Linked DNA regions of Mus musculus: region 2 is linked to region 1. Evidence: chromatin contacts called from public HiChIP or PLAC-seq data. All regions are on one chromosome and are shown on one strand. Each heading gives the region's core, a stretch centred on a gene start, on an enhancer-like site or on the middle of the called end of the contact. The rest is flanking DNA. Distances are from core to core; before and after follow the strand shown. Region 1 holds the start of Rhpn1 (rhophilin, Rho GTPase binding protein 1). Region 2 overlaps Zc3h3 (zinc finger CCCH type containing 3).

What was found. HiChIP or PLAC-seq counts read pairs in DNA pulled down with a chosen protein or histone mark.
Region 2: an H3K4me3 HiChIP or PLAC-seq map of embryonic limb bud shows a contact between it and region 1, with 2.2 times the contacts expected there. The contact joins the enhancer-like site here to the promoter of Rhpn1 in region 1. A contact is called at or near these places in 6 of 39 promoter capture datasets (3T3-L1-derived adipocytes, the C10 cell line, the HPC-7 cell line and 4 more), 1 of 15 datasets of contacts at CTCF or cohesin (the NIH/3T3 cell line), 24 of 484 Hi-C or Micro-C datasets (the 63-12 cell line, B cells, CD4 T cells and 12 more), 9 of 115 datasets of contacts at active chromatin or transcription factors (embryonic basal ganglia, embryonic limb bud, embryonic stem cells and 5 more) and 4 of 9 other capture datasets (adipose tissue, embryonic stem cells, liver and 1 more).

Annotation. Positions count from the first base shown.
Region 1 is chr15:75,702,997-75,705,696 of GRCm38.p6, forward strand. Rhpn1 (rhophilin, Rho GTPase binding protein 1) reads left to right here and starts at 1,292. Exons shown (of 15, transcript NM_001163465.1): 1 at 1,292-1,478. The coding sequence starts at 1,398.
Region 2 is chr15:75,817,466-75,820,165 of GRCm38.p6, forward strand. All of the region lies in intron 3 of Zc3h3 (zinc finger CCCH type containing 3), which reads right to left. Among named protein-coding and RNA genes, the nearest start is that of Zc3h3, 23 kb to the right of the region's middle. Within about 2 kb of position 1,301, at least 26 of the 459 cell types and tissues checked have an H3K27ac peak or open chromatin away from gene starts, as enhancers often do. A contact at or near this core is called in cerebral cortex, embryonic fibroblasts and embryonic limb bud, where this site is marked.

The DNA.
Region 1 (2,700 bases), core at 42-2,541:
GCACACAGGATTCTGAAGACACAGAAGTCTGAATTCAGGGGTGCCTATGCAGGAGGGTGACAGCTGTGCTAGGTGACAGCACATGTGGTCTCTGTTTAGTTCTAAGGTGATGACCACACCTAGGCAGCATAAGAGCCCGGAGATGGAGGAGGCTGCTCATGAGGATGTCAGTGGAGGAAGAAGTGAAATTAGGTGACACTCCACAGGAAGATACTAGAGGAAAGAAAAGGAAAGAAAGGAGGGGAGGGGAGGGGAGGGGAGGGGAGGGGAGGGGAGGGGAGGGGAGGGGAGGGGAGGGGAGGGGAGGGGAGGGGAGGGGAGGGGAGGGGACAATGCTGCCCTGGGATCAAAAATGCCAGGAAGTTTGGAGAGGCTAGCGGGGCAGATGAGAGAAGCATTTCTGGCGGGGGCCCACTGTCCAGGGACATCCAAGAGCTTAGCCGAGCAAATTTAGATCTGGGGATGACAGAGCCAGGTGTGTGTGAGGGGGATGGGGCGTAGAGACTGAGTCGCTGACTCAGTCAGGGCAAGCAGTGACCAGGGTGGCGGGCAGCGTGGAGGAGGCTGACCTTTGGAGCAGCTTGACAAAGGGCTAGCCACTCATTTCTAGGCTGTGTTCTCAGCTCATCTAGTGTGAGCCAGCCCACATGAATTTGAGAAGTGCTTCGGAGTAAGCCCTGCAAGGAGCTCGAGTTCTGGAAAAAGTCCAATTCTTAAAACCAATTCGGGTTCTGGAAGGCGATCCGGTTCTGGAAGCACAAGGAGGTCAAGGAGAATGTAGGCTCTGGAAACAAAATGCATAACCAGGTCCCGGAGGCGAGGTTTCTGGGGGCGGTTCTGGAAGCAAGGGGACCGCAGCGGCGCTTTGCCTCTTAGTGCCGGGAAGAAAGCAGGCATTGTTTTAGAATCAGCACAAGCACTTGTCTCTAACAAACCGTTTAAAAAACCCCATTGTAAACATTTTTGGAGCAATCCTGGAGGGTCCCGTTGCCGGGGTGACGAGATAAAGCCTTGAAGTCCCTGCAGAGGCTGCAGCGGCTCTTGGTCGCCGCCCCCAGTTCTGCTTGTCTTTTCCTAACTTTCTCCGCACGCCTAACACCTAGCGTTGCGCATGCGTACCCTGATCGGCGAGCGGCCCTGGTTGCTAAGAGTTACCAGATCCCTTACCTGGAGCCCGCCTTTCTCTCACTCTGGTTGGTAGTAGTTTCTATCCATCGGAGTAGCCCTCACCTCTGATTGGACAACATCAAGTTTTGCAGGCGGGGCCCGCGCTCTGCCGCACCGGTCAGTCGGACCCTCCAGGAGGGGGACAGTCGGAGCAGCGCGGCTGATCCTCCCTGGAGCGCGAGGGGCCTGCTGCTCGCAGCCTCTCGGAGTCAGCGTCCGAGCGAGCAGCGATGATCCTTGAGGAGAGGCCAGATGGCCAGGGCACTGGCGAGGAAAGCTCTCGGCCGCAGGACGACGGCAGCATCCGCAAGGTGGGGGCTGAGCAGGGATATGGGTCTTCAGCCTCCTGCCCCGCGCTGTGCAGTGCGGCCTTCCCGGCCTTTCCTTCCTGGGACCCGCTCCCCTGAATGCCAGGTGGGGATACTGAGGTCCCAAGGAGAGACCAGAGCCGGTGTTCCAGCCCGATGGGAGTAACACTGGAGCAGTCACGGTCTAGATGGTTCCCCTGAAGCTAGAGAACCCCTTGGGTCTCAGAACCAAGAAGTTGGTTCTGATGGGTGACAACCCCCACTCCCTCACCTCCACAAGCAAGCACGTGTTTTTTTCTGACGTCTAGAAAGCCTCCTTCTCTAACAGTGTCTTCTGCGTGCCCCGCTGTAGGAGTCAGTGTCCATTAGTGGTTAGATTGTGACAGCAGACAGCAAAAACCTTCGGAACTTCACGGGGAAGCCTGACTACTTTTCCCCAACATACATCCCCTCCAAAGCTCCTGAGTCTGGAGATGAGGGTGCCTGGGCTTCCAGGAACACAGGGGTGAAGTGGAAACTAGTTTGCTCTTTGCCTAAGGGATATTATGTTAACCTTCTCTGCTTCTCCGGTCTGGGTATTTCCTAGGGGTCAGTGAGTGTTTGGGTTTCTTAGTATGTGTGTAGGCTCTGGGGTACTCCTGCCCATCCCCAGGGGCTGCTAAGCAGAAGCTGCTGTCACAACACTCCCGGGTGTTCCCATGGCTCTTTGCCCACCTTCCTTCCTGGTGTCAGATTGTACTTTGTTGCTGGCTGATTCTATCCAGTGTGTGTGTGTGTGTGTGTGTGTATCAGGTCTCCTGGAGGAGAGGGAGGAGAGGGAGAGGAAGAGGAAGAGAGGAAGGCACTGGGACTTGGACAGAACCCTCAAGGGCTCCATCCTAACCAGGCATGCCTGATACCACAGTGACTAGCTCAAACTGGGGAGGGGTTAGATTGGAGAGAGGGAAGGAGGGAGGGAGGGAGACGGAGTCAGCCTGCAACATGTTCTCCAGGAACTCTTCTTCCTAGGGTGGCCATGCCTTTCAGGTGCCCTGTGGAGGAAGTGCATGTTGCATTGGTCAGCCTCCCTGTGGATAGTGTGGGACTCCCCCACCCTGAGCTGACTCAGTAAGAGAAGCCTGGGAAGGCTTAGGATTGCTCTGTTCCTTCTTTCTATTCCCAGGCCTGTGTGGGGATAACTGTGTCCCCCCGCCCCCCACCTTTTGCTAATCCTTGAGGACCAGCC
Region 2 (2,700 bases), core at 51-2,550, 110 kb after region 1:
TCTGCTTCTAGAGAGCTGAGGCATGTCACCAGGTCCCATTCACTCTACCCAGTAATAATTCCCTCCACTGGACCATGGGTGCATAAAGCTATCACGGCTTCCTCTCCCTCCTCCTCCCAGCTATCAGTTCACACCTCTATATACCCAAACAACATAAGGGCCAGTCCTTGGCAGAGTCCCAAGAGTGTCCATTGGATCCTGACCCTACCTGACCTACTAGAAGTATAAACGTGTCTGCTGGTCCTTCACACCTAGCTAGGAAGTTCTAACGGCTTTTCTTTTTCAGACACCAAGGATGGAATATGTGTTGTCTCTAGCCCTCAGTCACGGCAGCCAGGCAGACAGCAGCAAGGCCCCTCAGAGTACAAGAAATAATCAGTGCTGATGAGCACCGCATCCCAGTCTGCTCATGCATGACACTGGCCTCCCAGCTGGGGGCACTGGCAGGCTGCGGGGACCAATGGCTGTGAGAGGAAGCAAAATCAAAGCAGCAAAAGCTAAAGGTCTGACCCTGCCCCATGGCTTCCCAGGTGCCCTAGAACCTCAACTATCTAGGGAGGCAAAAGTCAGATGGTCAGACATCCCTGTCATTAGAAGGAGAAAGTTCACTGCCTCTCACACTCTCACATAAAACAATGTAATTCATATGGTAGAACTGAAGGTCATGTCAGCCCCTCAAAATACTGATAAGATGACAGCAAGACTTAAAGGAACTAAGAGCAGCCTGCCTATACTACCTAGCACAGGGGCTCAGGCCATGGGTCTAGCTCTGGCCATGGGGGCACCGGGCTAAGCAGCCTTTATAGAGTTTCTAAAAGACGCATAGGGCTCAACTCCTACTCTCACCAGCCTGACAGTAATTACAGGCACTGCATCCTCACCATGATTACTGCTAGAATCATGGCTGCCCACCTGAACTTGGTCTCCTTTATCTGTTCACACCTCTACCTATGCCCATGTCATCATCTATGCCCACAGACTACAGGCAGATTGCTGCCTGCCTGCACATAGGTGTAATGACAACCTGAACTAGCCCCAGAGACTGCTCATACTTAGTGCTCCAACACCTGACCAGGTTCAGCCCAGGTCTTTAACGCAAAGAACTCCACCCACCCGCTCTCACCCACAAGGACACAGCCCAGAATACAGCTGTATTATCACAACAAAATTCCTGCCCTTCCAACCGCCCTCCTTTGAGAAAGAATCGTTCGTGTGCTTCCAGAGCCTGCCCGTCTGTTTTTCTAAATAAGGCAGGATGGCAGCTAAGGCAGGAAGCGACTGGTGAACCCTCCCCGCCGGCACGCTAGCACGGCAGGAGCTGCCAGGGACCATGCTCTAACAAGCTTCAGATGTGGGATGGCTGGAATCACAGCGTATGAATTTTTATGAGTCTAATAAATCACTCTACTTTTCCTGTGCTTGATAGTTTCCAGCAAATCAAAAGGGAAAAGACATGCCACGAGCAGCCGGGCCCTCGGGTCTGCTGGTGGGCACAGGCAGCATAACGGGGCACCTCGGCTCTGTTCTCTAAGGACGAGGCCAGTATGGCCAGAAGGCCCCTTTGGAACAGCAGCAAAGCATCATGAAGGTGGAAGTTCCTTAGCTCTAGAAAGACACTGCCAGAATTCCAAAATGGTACAAAAACATGCCTCAAGTTCTTGCCAGCAGAGGACTGTAGTCATACGGGCAGCGGCAGAAACAGGTCTTATAGTTCCCAGCTTCACAAGGACAGTGACACATATGTACACACACATACCTATGTTCACCTAACACAGAAAAAAGCAGGAAGAGCCAGCCCTATGAGAGGAAGAGGCTCCTGGCTGTCAAGTCCCAGACCCAGCTCAGGTTCCTGACTGAAGCCATTCTGTCTCCTCCAGTATACATGGCCAAGTGACTGTCCACATCTCCTAGCCCACAGCTGGCTTGTCATCAGCCTTCATTGCAGCACCATGGAAACAAGGAATCCATCTTTGACAAACATTTACAGATTATCAAATCACAACAGCAGCCCCAGACAGAGCCATAAGTCACCCTAAGCAGCCATTCGCACTGCAGTCTGAGGAGTTTGGGCAGCTCGGTGATGATAAATAACTGCTGTCATCCACCCTGTCCCCCTGTGCAAGATCCGTGTTCTCTGTTGTTCCACACTACCTGGTGTTTAATGACAACACTGTCAGCCCAACACTCAGCCACCAAAGCTGCTGCCGCCTCAGACTGTCAGAGCCCTATTAGAGGGAAGATTGAGACCCTACTCTTCCTAAAGTCACTCAAGCAACACAAGCTGCTAGTTCCTGTAATTATTGTGCGCTAGCCATCGATCGTGCACGACACCTGACCCGCCTGTATGAAATGGGAGTAGTTTGCTGTGTGACAGTCGCTATAGATTATGGGGGTAGATCTCCCCTCCCCTTCTAACCATCACTCTACCCGACCTTAAAGGCTGGTGAAAGAAGGAGGAAAGATAGTGCCACCCACCATCAGAGAGCTGCCACCCACAGAGTGGAGGTGGGCCTGCCCAGACTTCAGGGGGCCGCTCAAGTAGCCAGCCCCTAACTGGCTTGCAGCTGCACCCAGTCAACTTCAGATCCCAGACGACTAGAAGATAGCCTGTTCCACTTCAATATTCTACAGGGACTTAGGCATATTGTCAGCATATGGGAAAGAACCTTCCTTGGTACTGAGTCCTGGCTGGATCATAGA